Regions from separate parts of the Danio rerio genome. Here region 1 is linked to region 2. The links are chromatin contacts, called in public HiChIP or PLAC-seq maps. All regions are on one chromosome and are shown on one strand. Each heading gives the region's core, a stretch centred on a gene start, on an enhancer-like site or on the middle of the called end of the contact. The rest is flanking DNA. Distances are from core to core; before and after follow the strand shown. Region 1 holds the start of clec16a (C-type lectin domain containing 16A). Region 2 holds the start of rps15a (ribosomal protein S15a).

What was found. HiChIP or PLAC-seq counts read pairs in DNA pulled down with a chosen protein or histone mark.
Region 1: an H3K4me3 HiChIP or PLAC-seq map of embryo shows a contact between it and region 2, with 4 times the contacts expected there. The contact joins the promoter of clec16a here to the promoter of rps15a in region 2. A contact is called at or near these places in 1 of 18 Hi-C or Micro-C datasets (hematopoietic stem cells) and 1 of 4 datasets of contacts at active chromatin or transcription factors (embryo).

The regions. Positions count from the first base shown.
Region 1 is chr3:25,640,985-25,646,729 of GRCz12tu, reverse strand. It overlaps clec16a (C-type lectin domain containing 16A), which reads left to right and starts at 1,645. Exons shown (of 24, transcript XM_073944525.1): 1 at 1,645-1,817; 2 at 2,247-2,375; 3 at 2,467-2,600; 4 at 2,696-2,844. It overlaps dexi (Dexi homolog (mouse)), which reads right to left and starts at 1,494. Exons shown (of 2, transcript NM_001003764.3): 1 at 685-1,494; 2 at 167-608. The coding sequence starts at 1,104. The coding sequence ends at 835.
Region 2 is chr3:25,079,560-25,084,652 of GRCz12tu, reverse strand. It overlaps rps15a (ribosomal protein S15a), which reads right to left and starts at 1,558. Exons shown (of 5, transcript NM_212762.1): 1 at 1,550-1,558; 2 at 843-980; 3 at 671-750. The coding sequence starts at 975. It also overlaps si:ch211-156b7.4.

The DNA.
Region 1 (5,745 bases), core at 396-2,895, 560 kb before region 2:
TGTAAATGAAAGATCATGTGAATGGATATATTTCTGTTATTATGATCAGACAGACAGGTAGGTAACAGTGTAGGTTTTCATTTAGAAAAGCAAAGCTAGCACAGTGACTTTCTATAATTAGGCACTAGAGATTTGAAAGTCAAATATGACACCATGGAAAGTCAAAGTAATCATTTATTAAATATATACTGAACTGGTAAATGAACCTTAGCCAAATAATTCATTTCGTCACAAATATGTGGTTCCAAAAGGAGTCTCATAGAAAATAAAACACTGATTCAGGCGGATTGTGTGTGTGTCATGACGTATTGCTCATTTAAATGGTATTAAAGGGAAAGAAAACATGCCAAGGCAGACCACATTTAAGGGCGCCTGTCTACGGGGTCACATCGACACAGAATCCTGCCCGAGTGCTGAAGGCCAAGCTAAAAATAAATAGGCTAATGTAATATTAATACCCACAGTAGTGGTTAGTGCCTGAATTTGAGCTCTGAAGAAACACTGACTGGCTGCTCCATGGAAAAGCACACGGTCCGCTCAGCTTATCTGTTCCAGGTAAAATATTCCATGTAGCATGATGGCAGGTCAGTTCTCCGAGTCTGGACAGCCTGTAAGGACAAGACACTTAATGTAGATTTGTTCCCGACTTTGTATGAATCACATATATATTTTAACATGACTTACTTATTCATGACATTCATTTTTATACTAACTGACCACTGCAGCATCTTTTAATGCCAAATGTAGTTCCCTTTGACAATGGTTCTCCTTTAACCAAATGACACCTTGCCCAAAGCAGCTTCGGCTGGGATTGCCAGTCATAGTAGCGTTAGTCTATTCCAGATATCCCTCAAAAACATCCAGTTCAGTGTCTGTGTCATAGGGAATAGATGCTGGGTCAGAGAGAACGCCCAAATCCACGAGAGCCTGGTCCATATCCTCTGGCAAGAACACTATCCCTACATTAAGAACTATGTACTCCATTAAAAAGGCATAGTAGAGGATTAAGACATTGACAAAAAACAGGCCGAGATAATACATATATGGAAGCTCGTCGATTAGCGATTCCACTGAATCTAACTGAAAGTAAACTGAGTTTGTCATAGACTCCACCACATAGACTTCAGTTTCAAAGAGCAGAACAGACACATTAAAGGCATTTAATCGCACTTTATATGAAACAAGGTAGTGATGAAGTGTGTATCCATTCGTCTTCGTCAAGTAGCGGTGCAACTCCCTTTTCAGCAGAATTCCTCCTGCAATCCGTTCAACAATCACGTATGTTTCCACTATACAGCGCATAAGTTAGTGAAGGAAAGCATGCTTGAATGTTCCAAGGCCACGTGCTGCTCTTTGACATTAGGACACATATATCCCGAGTCCTTGTTAAAATGCTGAACATTCAGAAATATAAATCACCCGAATGCTCGGCGAAGCTTTATAACGCGTGAAAAACAAAAACAATCGGCGCTTTCTCATGACTTCACCAAAACCGTTGCCTGCGCAATGAACTCTGGGAAATAGAGTGCGTGGCGATGTGGTGGTGAGATGTTAATGCGTTCTAGTCAGAACTGAGATAAACTACAAATCCCAAGATAACGTGAGCTGGGCTGTCTTGAGCGATAGGTCGCCAGGTATGTTTTCATGTGAGGATTCCGGGGCCTTCACTGCGGCGGATATGGATTCCTACGCTTAGCAAATTGGGCTGAAAACATAGAGTTTGCGAGATAAAAGCAACCGAAAATGTTTGGGCGGTCAAGAAGCTGGGTCGGAGGACAGGGGAAGTCTAAAAACATTCATTCTTTGGACCATTTGAAGTAAGTTGTTTTGGGTAATTTGTAGCTAGTTCGCTAGCTCGTAGAGTTAAAGCTGTATTATTGAGCCAGTGTTAGTCATTGCTGTGGAAAGTCATTGGTACGTTTAGAAAATTGAAACGTATTATTTCTACTGACATAATTAATTTTAATGGTTAAATCAAGCCCGCGTTTGTGTGTGTAAAACAGCGGACTTGTCAAAATCAAGTGAGCTATTTAACGTTAGTAAGATTTTTGTGACATAATAATAGTGGCCACTGTACAGTAACGTTAAGTTAGTTTATGTAATTCTATATTATGTTAGATTACTGTAGTTTTAAACATATTATTTAATGTTGCTTTCTAATATGAAAATTTTTAAAGATATGTTAATATGTAAGGTGTAGTGATAATATGACATTTCATTTGACATGCAAACCATATTTTATTTAGGTATATGTACCATGTCCTAACAAAGAACACAACAGTGACTGATCACAACAGAAATCTTCTCGTGGAAACTATTCGCTCCATTACTGAGATTCTCATCTGGGGTGATCAGAATGACAGCTCAGTGTTTGAGTGAGTTTTGCCTTTCTGTTGTTATTTTTTTTAAATTCCAAAAAACTAAATCATGTTATAAGTGACTGAATGCATCATGCTTTCTTCATAGCTTCTTTTTGGAGAAGAATATGTTTGCATTTTTCCTCAATATATTACGACAGAAATCTGGACGCTATGTTTGTGTCCAGCTTCTGCAAACGCTCAACATTCTTTTCGAGAACATCAGTCATGAGACCTCTCTGTGTAAGTAATTGCAGAAAGGGGGAGGGGACGATTAATGCATTATGATTTTATGTTAATGTTCTGAATGTTCAATATTGCATTATTTTCCTTTTCAGATTACTTGCTGTCTAATAATCATGTTAATTCCATTATTGTGCATAAATTTGACTTCTCCGATGAAGAAATTATGGCGTACTATATCTCATTTTTGAAGACTTTGTCTTTGAAGCTGAACAACCACACCGTTCACTTTTTTTACAATGAGGTAAGATGCATTTGCTGGGGCAGCTCTCATTTTTTAAATGACAGATCATGTACTGAAAGCAGAAGGGGGCTTTTATTTGTGGGTTCGATTGTGATCGAGCAGAGCTCTTCCAGGAAGAGCTAACAGCTCACTGTGACTCTGTAAAACCATGTTTCCTGTGTCTTCATGCAACTTGAGCAATTATTTTGTTTCATTTCGGACAGAAAAGGGCCAGTTGTAAGTTAACTAGTTTTTTTTATGCTGATTGGAAGGTGACATATGTTTCAGGGCTCCTTTGTATAGGGGGAAGTTATTGGTGTACTGTAAATGGTTGTGTTTAACAGTCGTGTGCTCTTTATTCTGTGGCACCTTTGATACTGGGGATCATTGGTGTCAGGAATAGAGAAGGCCTAAACGGAAGGATTCACTCTATGAGAGATTTGAAGCTGCATTGTTTTTATATACATTATTAGTGTAAAATTACAGTTAGAATTATGTAAATCAGTGTAAGTTATTGATGTTTATTTTAATTTGTAGAATGCATTTGAATAGTATTTTTCTTCAACACCTACAGATTACAACACTTTGTGTATGTTGTGTCAGAGAGGCATGTGCTGTTGGTGTGGTGTGAATTGGCCTGTTACACCAGTAACCATATACATCAAATAATCTGTTTTTAAACATTTAGCAGTTATTAGTATTAAGATTTCTGTATTTTGGATTTTTATTCAGCAAAGGACAAAATACTTTAACATTTAAATCTAAAGTAAAGAGTAAATCTTTAAAATAAGATTAGTGTAGTGTAAATCTTTCTCAACACTTGTTAGTTAAACATTACGTGCATTCCGGAAGTATTCGCAGTGCTTAGTTTTTTTCCATTTTGTTGTTACAGCCTTATCCCAGAATATTTTATGTTTTATTTTAAATTCATACTTTTCCTCAAAATCCTACAAACGATACCCCATAATGACAACGTGAAAGTAGTTGGTATAAAGTAATTGCTAATTTATTGAAATAATAAAAAATAGACCTAAATATTCAAAGCCTTTGTAGCTTGTTGAAGCACCTAAATTGGTGCTCATTATAGCCTGAAATATTTTTGAGTGTAATGCTACAATATTGACACACTTATTTTTTAGCAGTTTCTCCATGCTTGGAGTCCTTCCCAAGCTTCATCAGGTTTAACAGTTATTGTCATTTTTGGATCTCTCCAGATATTTCTGAGCTCTGGTTGGACAATTCAGGAACTTTGACATAGATGTCCCATAAGTGGGTCAAAATTAAAAGAAAAGAAAAAAAAATAATAATAATAAATAATATATATATATATATATATATATAATGTGTGTGTGTGTATATATATATATATATATATATATATATATATATATATATATATATATATATATATATATATATATATATATATATATATATATATATATATATATATATATATATATATATATATTGCTAAGTAACACAAACAGGCTGGTGTGCATACTCTCATGGAAAACCATGTTTACTATTCTAAAAGACTAAAAGACTTGCTGTTGTGCTTCACATCAGGTGATCAACACCCTATAGCAGGGGTATCCAAAGTCAGTCCTGGAGGGCCGGTGTCTTGGAAAGTTTAGTTCCCACCCTAATAAAACACACCAGAATCAGCTAATCAAGCTCTTATTTGATATACTAGAAACTTCCTGGCAGATGTGTTGAAGCAAGTTGGAGCTAAACTCAGCTGGACACCGGCCCTCCAGGACCGAGTTTGGACACCCCTGTCTTATAGCCTCTTTGCTATCTTGGCTTTATGCATCCATTCTTCACTCTAGGGATGGCATTGGCCAATGGTTTCCTCCAGACAAAGAGTTTTTAGCAACTCCAGACATACTGTCATGGTGTTTAGCCACTCTAACATACAGGCCTGATTAATGGAGTGCTGCAGAGAGAGAGGGTTGTTGTTCTGGAAGTTTTTCTTCTCTCCACAGAGAAAAGCTCGAGCTCCTTCAGAGTGACCATCGAATTCCACACTAAATGTTCATTTTTGCTCTGCAACAGATTATAGGAAGAACCCATTTTTTCAATCCTGCTTTTTTGTACCCTTCTCCATATATGTGCCTTCATACAATCCTGTCTCGGAGGTCTACAGAAAAATTAGTTGTACTTGATGGTTTGGTTTGTGCTCTTACATACACTATTAAGTTAACTGTGTGACCTTATAGACAAATATGTGACCTTCACTTGACTGTGACCTTGATGTCTTGTCAACTGAATTTGCCACTTGTTGAATCCAATCAAGTTCTAGAAACATTTCGGGCATGACAAGGGGCTCCTGATTTCAATATTGTGTGCCATGGCACAGGTTGTGAATGCATAGAACTTGTGATTTATTTATTTATTTTTATTAAATTTACAAAGATTTTCCACAAACGTCTTTCACATTGTCTTAAAAATATAAAGCAAAAATGAATCACTGTGAATACTTTCTGAATGCTCTATACAGCTTTTTGTTTTTTATTCAGGTTATCCAAGTTTCATAAATAAATAAAGTAAGCAGATGAAGTAATGTTACTTCTTAATAATGTATGTTCATAAATTGTTTCAAAAGTATTTATTAAATACTCCAAGCTATGTTTTTATTTTAACCAATGTAAACAAATGTAACATAATTGTAAAATGCGATCATTTTTAGATATCCTTTTTATAGAAAAATATCAATCCAAAAACTGTACTAAACTAGATCAAGTCTACTAAAATTATACAGTGTATGAGATGTTACTTCTCTTGAGAATTAGCCAGGTCAGCCTACTAAATGAGATTAAGCAGTGATTGTTGAGGAAACGTTTGGGAGTTATAGCTGTGGATGTGCATTTAACAAAAATGAGCTTGTTTCAACGTCTGATTTTACATCACTAAAAAAAA
Region 2 (5,093 bases), core at 309-2,808:
TACATCCGCCATTTTGACAGTCACGTGACGTGCCTGCGTAATTTGCGTCGCTTCATGGGATAGCGCAGCATGCATGGGATGCGCACTCCAGAATCTCGCCGGCAGTAGTAAGTTATCCAGGTACTTCTCACATACTGTTTTTCGAATTCTCTGAATCGGACATACTACTCGGCTCACATACTGATTTTAGCGTACACTATAGTATGGAAGTATGCGGTTTCGGACGCAGCCACAGTCATTCATTTGGATCTGTACAGCAGTTTAAGTATTTTGTGTTGGTCTTTTTTTTCATAGCAAGTTATCAGCATTGTGATATTTTAGCAGTGTCACATGCAAGTCCTAATTTTGCCATTATGACAATAGTGCTGGACATTATATATAGAAAGTGCAGCTGATTGTGAACAATTTAGCAAAGGGGTGCCCAAACTCTGTCCTGGAGGGTCGGCATCCTGCATGTTTTAGCTCCAATTCAAATTAAACACCTGAACCGGCTAATTATGAAGTTCTTCTTGGGTATACTAGAGTCTTGCAAACAGGTGTGTTGTAGGAAGTCGGAGCTAAACTATGCAGAACACCAGCCCTCCAGGACCGAGTTTGGACAGCCCTGGTTTAGCCAGTCACTAAAGCACAGCACTAACAGTTCTTTCATAGTGTTGCAAGTCACACTCACCTTGTTCAGCCTCCCTGTGAGATTGACAACAATTTTCCCGGCTCTGTGATCATCAATGATCTCAAATTCACCAATGTAACCTGCGGAGATCAATCAACGAGCAACTTGTTTGACAATAACGCTTCAAAATAACAGAATTCTTCAAATATACAAAACTAAATGTGTAACTCACCATGCTTCATCATCACAGTCAGAAAGCGTACTATGACTTTAGAGCAGGGCCTGAGGAGAACCTGGCGTTTTCCACGTTTCTCAGCATTATTGATGCTTTTCAGCGCATCAGCGAGAACGTTCATGCGCACCATGATGCCTGAGGAGGAGGAACAGGACAGGATTTATACAATATTCAGTCATTACATCAGTCACACAGCCTCATATGGCCAATTTAGCAGCAGATGTACATCAACGGGGTAGACGTAAGACAGAGTCCAACTGTGTTTAGAGGGAAACGTAATGTTAGTTTCAAACAAAACCCGGCTCAAACTTTCTCCGACATCGAGAGCGCTTCACGTTTAAGCGGTGCGTGAATTTGTTAGCAGATAACCGCTATGTGAGCTTGTCTTCACCCTTGACTAGTGTACTTCACAATAACACACATTAGTGATGTTAAATAAGGCACCGGCGTTAATAATAACTTCAGTTTGACTCGTGTTTGCCTCTCGGTATCATGGAAAGGCATTACTGGGCGATGGAGAGGTTGAACGCTCATGAAACTCTGGGTAATTTATCCCTTCATACATACACGATTGGCCAAATGACTTAAAAATCTTGCACTTGTGGTGTTCGTGAAGCTACATGTCGCTCTCTCTGTGGATGATGAGTGACGATGTGCGTGATTTTAAACAGATTACACATGCAATGAAGAATCCTGAGCCTTACCAGTTCTGCAATATGGCGGAAAGAGGAAGGAAGCGGGGCGCGCGGTGCGATTAGGGAAAAATGTACTCTCGCGAGAATGTAAAAGGACGCTGCGTGCTGACGCGTCTGTGCGACTGCCCTCTATTTGTTTGGAGCGCCGTACAGAAACACCCTTATGCATTTACCTGTTTACAAAATATAATTTACGTCGCATACTTTAAAGATTTTATTTGTTTGTTTTTTCTTTATGGCCATTTTTGACTCCATTAGAGTCTTTCATTGCAATGCTACGCCTCTAGTCTCAGAATAAATCAACTGAGCCCTACTATACAACTGCATTTGACAAATTCTCAAGTGCACCAGTATTTACTCAACTTTATTTTTAATTGCCGTTGTAAATATATAATATATACTTATATTTATTCTTTACAAAGGTGTCATGTTCTGCAATACATGTTGGTTCTGTAAATAATTGGACACCATTAACATTGTGTAAGGGACTTTATTTAGTGAAATATTCCTATTCCTCATTCATTCATTGTCCTTCAGCTTAGTCCTATTAATCATCATGGGTCGCCACAGTGGAATGAACTGCCAACTTATCCAGCATATGTTTTACAAAGCGGATGCCCTTCCAGCTGCAACCCAGTACTGGGAAACACACATACACCACGGCCAATTTAGCTTATTCAATTTACCTATAGCACATGTCTTTGGACTGTGGAGGAAACCGGAAGACCCGAAGGAAACCCACGCCAACACGGGGAGAACATGCAAACTCCACACAGAAACACCTACTGGTCCAGCCAGGACTCAAACCAGCATCCTTTTTGGTTGTAAGGCTGACCACTGAGCCACCGTGCCACCCTATGGGTAAATTATTATTTTGAAAATGTACTTTCTATTAAGTTACATTTTTGCTTCATTGATAGTGTTTATTTAAACATATATTTACATATTTTAATCAAAAGTTTTAGTTTCATTTGTACATGTATTTATTTAAACGTATAACATTTCTTTTTAATGTTTATTTCTTATTTGATTGTTTTAGCATTTTTACAAATATTATATAATTTTTGTTGCTACAATTAATCTATTAAATGCATTTAAAATGTATGGTGCTTAACATATTAATATATAATGTATGTTATAATTTATCCATTTATTTCTAGAGTCGAAAATAATTTTAAAGAAATTGCCATGGTCAAAATACATACAAATATCAGAGGAAATGTGTTTTTTTTATTATTGCACCAATATTTTAAAAGTTTTACGAATGTTTCTATTTTCCTGTCTTTGACTAGTGTTGCGGGCCTCAAGACTATTTCATGAGAGCCACAACATCAATTAAAATTGTAATGTTATTTGAATTTAATATCTGTAAAAACAAAGTCAATTAACAGTTAGAATCATACTACAAGCAAGTGAGCAATTCCATGCAAATGTCAACCTTGTCATGAAAAAAAAAAGGTTTTCACCAAAATACGAAAACCGTTTCTACGTTTTTTGTGTAGGCTTGTATTTTACAGTACTTTAAAATTACTCAAAAATGTCTCTGTAAATGTTTTCAAACAATTATATTTGATTTACCAAAGTCACACAAGTGGAAAGTTCACATCTGTCACATCCATAACGAAGTTCACAAATGCAAAAATGTCAAATAAAATAAAGTCAATCATTTTTGTTTTATAGAGACAACTCTTCTCCTTTTGATTATTATTGTTTTTCTTTTGGGTTTTGCAGTTTAATTCACAGAGTTACTACAAAGTATGTTGTATACTTTAAACTCGCATACTTTTTTGATCACGTCCATGTCACGTTTATTTTCCTCATTTAAAGTACAAAACATTTTTACAGATTGATATTTTTCTGATCCCTTGCTCAGTTGTTTTGGAAAGTATAAACAGATGTTTTAATATAACGTTAACATGTACTCTCTGTGATTTTACCTTTTAATTTTTTACTGAAAATGTCACATCCATAACGCTGGAACTGCTCACATATATTATTTAAATAATTAACATGTGTTTATATTATGTCTAACTGTATATACTTTCAGTACAAAATTATTAGTAAAACTGTTTAATATCTTTAATAAAAGTATTTAAGTATTACAAGGGGCCTTGAGGTCATAAAGTGTAGGAGCTCACAGCATTCTCCTAAAAGTGTATTTTTACAAACATGTAAAAGTAAACTTACAATAAATCAGACCAAACACCATGTATGCGACATTGTTTATTCTGTTGATTGTTTCACTCTTTATGATCTCAACAGACTGATTAGTTTTGTCTTGTAGTACAAAAGGAGCAGCTATGATTAAGGTAAAAACAATTCAGAAACATGTATTGTACTTAAGTCAGGATTTTATCTGGTCCTATAGCGAGCTAACAAGTGCAGGATTGACAATCAGCTCTAAGTGCAACACAGTAAACAGCATGAGGTGATGGTCTACTATGGTTAATGTCCATTTTGCTGGTTCTTCAGCAGGAGGTCCATGTAGGCTCCATCTATCAGATCCTCCTCCTTCACCCCCAGGTCCAGCATCAGCTGATTGGCGATGCTCACTCCTTCTTCTCTGCTCTGGTCTTCTTTCATCACCACCTCCAGCTCCATGAAGTCCCCCAGACCCTCCACAGAGTCCACATGGACCCTGGTCTGTCCCACCATATACAGCCTCCTCTCTTTCTTCACCTGGCCGACCTGCCCCAGCGCGTCCGTCAGAACTTTGACCAGCCCCTGTGGGTCGTTTGTGGGGGTTATGGAGTAGTTTGACAACTTGGGTCCTTCGGTATCTGGCCTCTCATAAAAGATCAGCTGTCCTGCCCCGTCCTGGAAGTCTCTGAGCTTCAGGCGTCCCGCGGGGACTCTGAAAAACGTGTCCTGCTGACGGATCACCGTCCCGTCGGAACCGCTCAGCTCCTTTGCACGCTGCGTGAGGTAACGCATATCACGCAAAACGGCTTTTATTTCCACATTTGACGGCATCTTTACAAAATAAGTCTACGGTATGAAGACGCAGTGCAATGCAAGTGCTCTCGTGTTGTTTTGGCGCGCTTACGCACAAAGATGTACAGCGCATGCGTACTAGAGACGCTTTTGATTCATCCAAGTGATTCGAATCTTTAGAAAAAAAATCTCAAAAAGGAATAAAACGAGTCATTTTGCAGTAAAATGTCTTGTAGTGGTTGAGTTTATAATGAATTTTCAAAATTATTTGGAATGAATTTTATACCGACATAATATTCACGAATTTAGCAATCAGAAGCCTACAAAATTAATTAATTACTATTATGGAAATGGATATTTAAAAATGTTTTATCTACACTTTACTCAGTTTTAAAGAAAAAAATAATCAGATCAGACAGAAGATTATGTAGATGATATCAATTATTAATATAGACTAAGGTAGTAAAACAATGAAATTAAAATAACACTTGACGAGTGATACATCCTTTGCATGATAAAAGTTTTGGAAGTCAATTATTATTTAATTATTGTTATATTATTATTATTATTATTATTATTATTATTATTATTATTACGGTTTAAATTTTCTAAATGTTTT